Regions from separate parts of the Mus musculus genome. Here region 1 is linked to region 2. The links are chromatin contacts, called in public HiChIP or PLAC-seq maps. All regions are on one chromosome and are shown on one strand. The core of a region is the stretch at or near the end of the contact, and the rest is flanking DNA. Distances in the headings are between cores, read along the strand shown.

Region 1 (3,656 bases), core at 807-3,306, 160 kb after region 2:
CTTCAACCTAAAAGGAAGGGCAGCCCCAGGACTGCAAAGGTCTATAAGGGAACCTGACAGAAGGTAACAACAGTGTGTGTGTGTGTGTGTGTGTGTGTGTGTGCACGCGTGCGCCCCCTGCATCATTTAGTCAAGGATCCTATTCTGTGACTTAGAAGCTGGCCCTGGCCTGTGGACTCACCGACACAGTCGCAGCACTCGTCCCACAGGGCCCCGAGGCACAGCATGCACTCCTTACAGCAGGGGCAGTTCCCTTCTCCAGGCCGGCACTGGCAGAGCTCCTAAGAACAGGGCAGATTTTAAAGCCAAACCCCAAACAACTGCAACCAAAACTCTGAGCAAAAAATAACCGCAGCATTTTCATTTATAAACATTCATTCCTGATAGACTTTTTATTCAACAACATCATTTCCAGGAACAAAACTACCATCAGTGGTTGAGAGCAGAGAGCACTGGCTAGTCTAGAGGACCAAGACAGGTCCCCAGCATCCGCTCGGCAAGCAGCTCACATCCATCTGCAACTCCAGTTAAAGGGGATCTGGCACGCTCTTCTAGCCTACACACACACACACACACACACACACACACACACACACACTCACACACACACACACACACACACTCACACACACACACACACAGACACAACACATAGTACACATACATACATGCATACATACAGGTAAAATATAACCATAAACATTTTTTTCCAAAACAAAATACCAATATCTTTTTAAAATTGTTAGTTTGGATCCTACTGGAATTTATATAACGTCCCCACCCCCCACCCAGAGGCTGATCTAAGTGAATTACAATTCAATTTCAAGGCCAGCCTGGCTACATAGCAAGACTTTGTCTAAAACAAACAGAAATGCATCCAATAGCAAGAGCCAGTGATGTCGCTTCGTAAGTAAAGCACTTACCCAGCAAGCAAGGTCTTGGGTTCACTGGCCAACACTCCAAACCCAAAATTACTATGTGAGGGCTAATGGTACAGACAACCCAATAGTGGTGTGTTTGCCCAGGTCATGCAAGGTGTGCCATTCTATCTGTGGCCCCACATTCACAATTTCATTTATTAATCTATGATACACTGAAGCACTGTGCTTTCATAATTATTTACAGGCATGGTGTTTTCCCTCTTTGCACTGAAACTCCACGACCACTCCCATTATGGGGCAGAGGCTTTACGGTGAAGAGACCTGGGCAAGGATGGTGGACAAGAAGCAGCCTCCATGTAATACAGTGAATGAGAAAAGTCAGGATAAGAGAACGGACAACTTCAAACAAAGTCAGAAAGCACCATAAATAAAGGGGACGAGATTAGCACAATGGGTTAGCACTCAAGAGGAGAGCTGGCCAGTCTCTCGCTCTCCAAGCCTTAGGAACTGTAGCCAGAACCAGCTTGAGAATGTTGCAGACTGAGCTATCCCAAGTCCAGTCAAGTCAGGTAGCCAAGGGTCAACCTGCCCCAAGGGTGACCAGCAGCTACAGGAAGCAGCTGCAGATGACAAGGGCCAGCAGGCACCTGAGGAGTGCAGGTGGCACGGCTGGGCACTGGAGGATACTCTAGTAAGTTGTCCTCTGGCTTCGCACAGGCAGTGTGTGTGTGTGTGTGTGTGTGTGTGTGTGTGTGTAAAGGTGCATGTGTGCATGTTGAGTCCTGAGGTGACTTCAAGTGTCTTCCTCGATTGCTCTCCATGTATATATATGGAGGCAGAATCTCTTGCCAGGTCACAGCTCTTGGTCTCTGCTAGCCTGACTAGGCAGCCTGCTCCGGCGTTCACCTCCTGTGAAGTGGGGCTGTGGGCAGGCCACCACACCACTGGGGATCGGAACACCAGTCCTCATGCTTAGAGGGTAAGGGCTTAGTTCACTGCTCTATCGTCTCATGCCTCTGATGCATGTCTAACAAAATAATGATTTATATAATACCCTGATAGAAAACTGCAGAGATCTCTGCAGCAATCCTTAGTGCCCTAGGTTTCTTCTCGACCTCTCCCTCACTGTGTAACGTCCTTGCTGTTCTGTTGTCCTTGCTGTTGACAGGCCTGACTGTGCACGGCTGCCCTGACCCTGCAGTCCTCCTTAGTCTCCTGAGAGACACGATTACAGATGTGTACCACGATGCCTTGTTCTTTAAAACTGACGTCAAAAACCTTCTTAGCTTTCCCCTCTACTTTAGAAAAACATAAATGTATTTGAAAACCCTCCACTTCTCAAACAGAAAAAACGACAGAGGTAAAATGTGACATTTTCTTGGAACTGGGTTATTTATATATTTTACCAGCCTCACTATGAATAAACTTCAGTGCTGCTTAGTCAAATGGAACATGTGATCAAACCAAACACAGCATTCACAGAAGTCTCAAACAGAAAGTGACTCAAAGCTTCCAATTCCTTTCTGTGGCCACATTCCCCAGTTTTGCCGTCGGTTGTGTTTACACACGGCTGCTCTCTGTCCAGCTCACTGCCTCCTACCTCCCGGAGCTCCCATTAGGGTAGATGAGTCTCATTTTTTCAAATGAAGGTATAAAATCCACAGGACATTCGGTCGGTAAGTGGCTAGGATCTGACTCTGGTTTGAATTGGACATTACTGTTTCAAACCGTTTGGGATGAGAGACAAAGCATAATCATGCCTAGCATTTCGACACCTGGTTGTTATTCTTTCTTAGAGAAAAACCAAGCAGTCCTCAGATGAAGCCCTGTAGGCTGTTTAAGCTCTCAGTGCTGATGCCAGGGCCGAGCCACTGCTCGTGACGGTATACCAGGACTGGCTGAGCGCTCAGCCGAGACGCTAACCCAGCGCTCACTTCTCTCACTGCTTCAGCTGGTTACGGGTAGCATCATCTGTTGTCCGACTCCTTCACGTGAGGATGACCCCAGTTCACAGTGACAGCAGTTCTTCTGACTCTAGCCTCACACACAAAGCAGGAAACTCAATGTTTGTTCCCTGTGTGGTGAAGGATCCCAGTAGGTGCTCTGAAATTTTGATGACCACACTGTTCAATAACTTTATAATGAAAAAAAAGAAAATTCATACTAAATGGAAAAACTAAACATTATGGGTTATCCTCATAACTTCAGAAACTAGCAGGAGGGTTTAGTGAGAATATGCACACTTCTTAAAAAGTTTAAATGAAAGGAAAGTAAGGTGAAATTTGAGTGTAACTGTTTAATTTTTAAAATTAATTATGTGTCTACACATGTGCATGGGCACACATGAAGTGGTGTGTGTGTGCACGTCATGGGACAAGCACCGTAATCAAACTCAGGTCATGTCATAGCTAACACCTTTCCTGCTTAGCCATTCTCCAGCTCAACTCTCAGCATTTAATATACACTACGTGAGAGAGGGCAGGTATGGGCGACAGACTCACAGTGCGTGGCTTTAGTTATAAGACATTCCGGCAAGTACAAACTGTAAAGCAGAAATGGAGCCAGGCTTGAGAGCAGGCATCTTTAATCCCAGCACTCAGGAAGGAAGACCCAGGAGGATCAAGAATTAAAGACTAGCCTTTGCGACACAGCAAACTAAAGACCAGCTGGAGCCATATTAACCCTTCCTTAAAAAACAGAACGCAGAGCCAAACTAAAATGCAGGAAAAGGGGTGGGCAGGAGAAAGCCAATACAGAAGATGTTTGAGAGAGGAG
Region 2 (3,699 bases), core at 158-2,657:
ATAGTTTCTGCCATTTGGGATTCCGGAGACTTTCCAGAGGGTATGTAAATACTAGGGCGGGAGAGATTGGTTGCTGTTTGTTAAGTAGTTGTGAGTAAAGAAACAGGAAGAAGAAATTAGATATACCTGACTACGAAGATCAAGCTTGCTCCAAGAAGCTCATCAACCCTCATCAGCAGGAAGTAGTCCAATATATAATGATGGCCCCTTCCACCCCTACCCTTTTTTAGTATTAGGGAGTTGAAAGGGTGAAAGAAGAGGGGTGGAAGAAAGAACACACAAAGTAGCCAAAGACCACCTACAACTTGTTCTGATTCCCCGTGTTTTAAAATGCCAATATGTTGCCTTGAATTAGGACTATGGTGCAGAAAGGAACAAGCTGAACCTTTAAAATCCTCCTTTTTTCATATCAGACTCAAAAACGGGCATCATGTATGAGACTCATTTTACGGGCGACCATTCTGGAGACCTCACTGATGTTGGATTTAGACCTAAGACTCACAGAAATGGGACGGCGAACTGGAGTCAGAAAAATCTGGATTTTGCCCTACTTTGCCTGGGGAACCTACAAGAACCGTTTAACTCTCTTCAAACAAAGGGACCAGTAAGATGTGTGATAGTTCACTCGAGAAAAGCGCTGCCAATCCCAGGCACCCGGCGACCGGACTCCCGAGGTAGCAAGCACGGTGCTGGATTCCTGACAGTCTGCCATTCCCCGGAGAGGCGGAGGGGGCAGGTATCCTCGGCGATCCTCCCTGCGGTCACAAGGCTAAGAACCGCGGAGTGACTGGACTCGGCCTGGCCCGCGCGCCCGGGCCGCTCAGGGTCAGCTCGGGCGGGCGCCAGGGGAGCGCGCGGGCTCGGAAGCCGGTGCCGGGGCTTTAACGTGCCGCGCCGCACGGGAAGGCAGGCCGGCTGGGCCGGCGGAACTTTTGTCATTCAAACCGTCGTCCGGCCCGGGGCCTGGGCTTTGTTCAGTCACTCGCGAGGCCTGGGCGCGCGGGCGGAGGCGGCGCTTCCTCCACTCGGAGGCGGGAGGCTCGGCCGCGGACCGCCGGCGACGCACGAGCAGGTCTGGGAGGGGCGCGGGCGACGAGCGGCGCGCGGCGGAGCGGGCGGCGGCCAGCGGTGGGCGAGGCCGGTGACCCAACAGAGCTGCGGGCCGCGGGGACCCCGCCCGCCCGGCTCGGGCACACGCCGCAGGTCCCCCGGCGGGCAGCTCGTGCCGCGCTCCGCACGCTCGGCGCCAGGGCGCCTCTAGCCACGGGTGGGAGCGCGCCTCGGGGCCGGGCCGGCCGGGCGCGGGAGGCGGGCGGCGGGCAGCGGGCGGCGGGCGGCGCGCGGGCGGGCGGGCGTACGGGAGCCGCCGCCGCAGGCCCGGGCCTCGGCCCGCCCCGCGCGCGCCCCCGCCGGCCCGCGCGCGCCCACCGGCTCTCTACTTGAGCGGCTCGCGGAGCGGGATCCCGGGAGACGAGGAGGCGGGGGCGAGCACAAGATGGCGGGTACGTGGCCCCAGTTCCCCGGGCGGCGGCGGCGGCGACGGCGGCGGCTCCCCGCGCTCGGCAGTGCCCGGGAGAGGCCGGCGCGGGGAGGCGCCGCCGGGCGGGCGGCGGGCGGCTGGGGCGCGGCGCCGGCCCGGGACGCTGACCCGGCCTTTCTTCTCTCCCCCGGCGCAGACCTCTCCCTGCTCCAGGAGGACCTGCCGGAGGACGCGGACGGACGTGAGTGGCGGGTGGCCTGGCAGCCCCGGAGGGCGGCGGGCGAGCGGGCGGACTCGGGACCCCGCCGCGCTGGGGAGCACCCGCGTGGTCGGACCTCGGCCGCCGCCCGCAGGCTCGGGCCGCGGGGCGGCTGTTGGGGAAGCAGAAGCCCGTGGGGCGGAGGCCGGAGAGGGGACATGGGTGTGTTTTTCCTGAGTGTCTTCCGCACCCTCGCCCCGATGAAGGAGGCGGCGGGTGCCGGGAGGTGTTTCCGCAAGGCTCGGGGGGCTGTGCGGCGTGCGGTGCTCGGCCCGCCCTCGGGGGTTCCCTCGCCCTAGTGTGTGCTGGTTACATACCTGTGTTGTACTTGACCTCTGAGCCGTTTCGGGTCCCCACCACCACCACTCACTCACACATTTGATTTCCGATTTTCGGGGAGGTTAGTAGGTGTGACCTTGGCAGGATGCAGTGACTAGGTTCAGAGAGCAGCTTTTTAAAATTGGGAGTGTTCAAAGCTCATTCTGGTACTTAAATGCTAAAATTGCAGGTTTCCGTTGAGATATTAAAGTTTTTAAAGAGTTGACTCTTTTTGTACATTAAAAAACAAAAAACAAAACCCAGTCAGCTTGTGGACATTGTTTCCATGTGGTGAAGGAAATGAGTTATTTAGAAAGATATCTTTCATTTTGAGTGTGTTTTGTGTTTTTCTAAGCTTCAGAAAATAATGGTGGTTGGAGACAGAAAAGACTATGACTTAGCTAACTTTATATGGGAAGAAGTTGTGAATTACACTTAAGTAGAAATGCTTTCTACTCGTGTTAATGTTTGCAGATAGAGTGACTGGTGGAAAATGCATTTTAGGAATAAAGTGTGCACAAAATGTTATTAAGTGTAGTTCATGGGAGATCTGAAACCAAGAAATATGCAGAGTTGAGCTGGTTGCTGTGATACAAGAGCTGTCTGGTGAGGGGAGAGAGCCTGCCTGGACTGGGGAGTGTGATTTCATACCTGTTCCGGTAATCCAGAGATGCCTTCGCGAAAATTGCTCTTACAAATGCTATGCAGATAGTCAGTAGCATTGTCTGATAGGATTTTCTTTACTCCACTTAAATTCCTGTTCTGAGCAATGGGAGGTGTTGCCTTGAGAAAGTGCCTTAGTCAGCACTTCTGTTGATATGATGTAACAACATGGCCAAAGGCAACTTGAGAAGAGGTTTGTGGCTCGTATTCTTCCTTATTGCAGTTCATCATCTTCATCATGAGGGCCGGAATCTGGAACTGGAAGCTGATGCAGAGGCCATGGAGGGCGCTGCTTAGTTGTTTGTTCCTCCTGGCTCACTCAGCCTGCTCTCTCAAAAGCACCCAGGATCCAGAGATGGCACTACCAACAACAGGCTAGGTCCTCCCAACAAGGGTCCCTAAGAAAATGCCCCCCCCCCCGGATTGCCTAGGGCAAGATAAAGAGGTTTCCTCCTCAGGTGACTCGACCCTTGTTAACTTGATATAACACAAACCAGCACAGAAGGCTTCTCTAAAGAGTATTTTTAAAGCAAGCAGTCCTAGCAGACCTACCTGTTGCTAAATCTGCTCGGGGACGGACACGGGTGCTCTCCTTAAGTCGTTGTCTTTAGGGAGCAGTAGCACGGTAAAGCACAGCTTCTGCATATAGCTTTTTCTCCCTTAGCTCACTTCAATTGGCTTAGTATGTATAATCAAAGCACCTATTGATTTTAGATCTCTCCCAAGGTTAGGATTGGAGATGTTGCCCAGATGGTAATTTTGAGGCCGGAGCCTCTTGTTCTTATAAAGTGTACGTCTTTGTGTCTGGCTGTGCCTCGGACTGGTCTCAGTCTGTCTGGGGGGAATCAGGATCTTGGTACTCAGGTGGGCAAGGAGTTGGAGAAAAATGACAGACACTGACACAGAGAGAGTGCTGTATCTGAATGTAATTTCTCAAAGCGAGCATCAGACTTATATTACAGAAGAAAAAAAAGAAGTT

Evidence for each region. HiChIP or PLAC-seq counts read pairs in DNA pulled down with a chosen protein or histone mark.
Region 1: a contact with region 2 is called in a FOXA1 HiChIP or PLAC-seq map of pancreatic cancer cells. The contact joins the enhancer-like site here to the promoter of Ppp4r1 in region 2. A contact is called at or near these places in 2 of 39 promoter capture datasets (the C10 cell line and pre-B cells), 4 of 484 Hi-C or Micro-C datasets (B cells, centroblasts, liver and 1 more), 2 of 115 datasets of contacts at active chromatin or transcription factors (the 230-238 cell line and pancreatic cancer cells) and 3 of 9 other capture datasets (adipose tissue, liver and pancreatic islet).

What each region holds. Positions count from the first base shown.
Region 1 is chr17:65,937,620-65,941,275 of GRCm38.p6, forward strand. Twsg1 (twisted gastrulation BMP signaling modulator 1) reads right to left here. Exons shown (of 5, transcript NM_023053.3): 3 at 182-281. Among named protein-coding and RNA genes, the nearest start is that of Twsg1, 12 kb to the right of the region's middle. Within about 2 kb of position 2,057, at least 131 of the 459 cell types and tissues checked have an H3K27ac peak or open chromatin away from gene starts, as enhancers often do. A contact at or near this core is called in the 230-238 cell line, B cells, adipose tissue and 4 more, where this site is marked.
Region 2 is chr17:65,781,948-65,785,646 of GRCm38.p6, forward strand. Ppp4r1 (protein phosphatase 4, regulatory subunit 1) reads left to right here and starts at 1,408. Exons shown (of 20, transcript NM_001114131.1): 1 at 1,408-1,502; 2 at 1,677-1,721. The coding sequence starts at 1,496.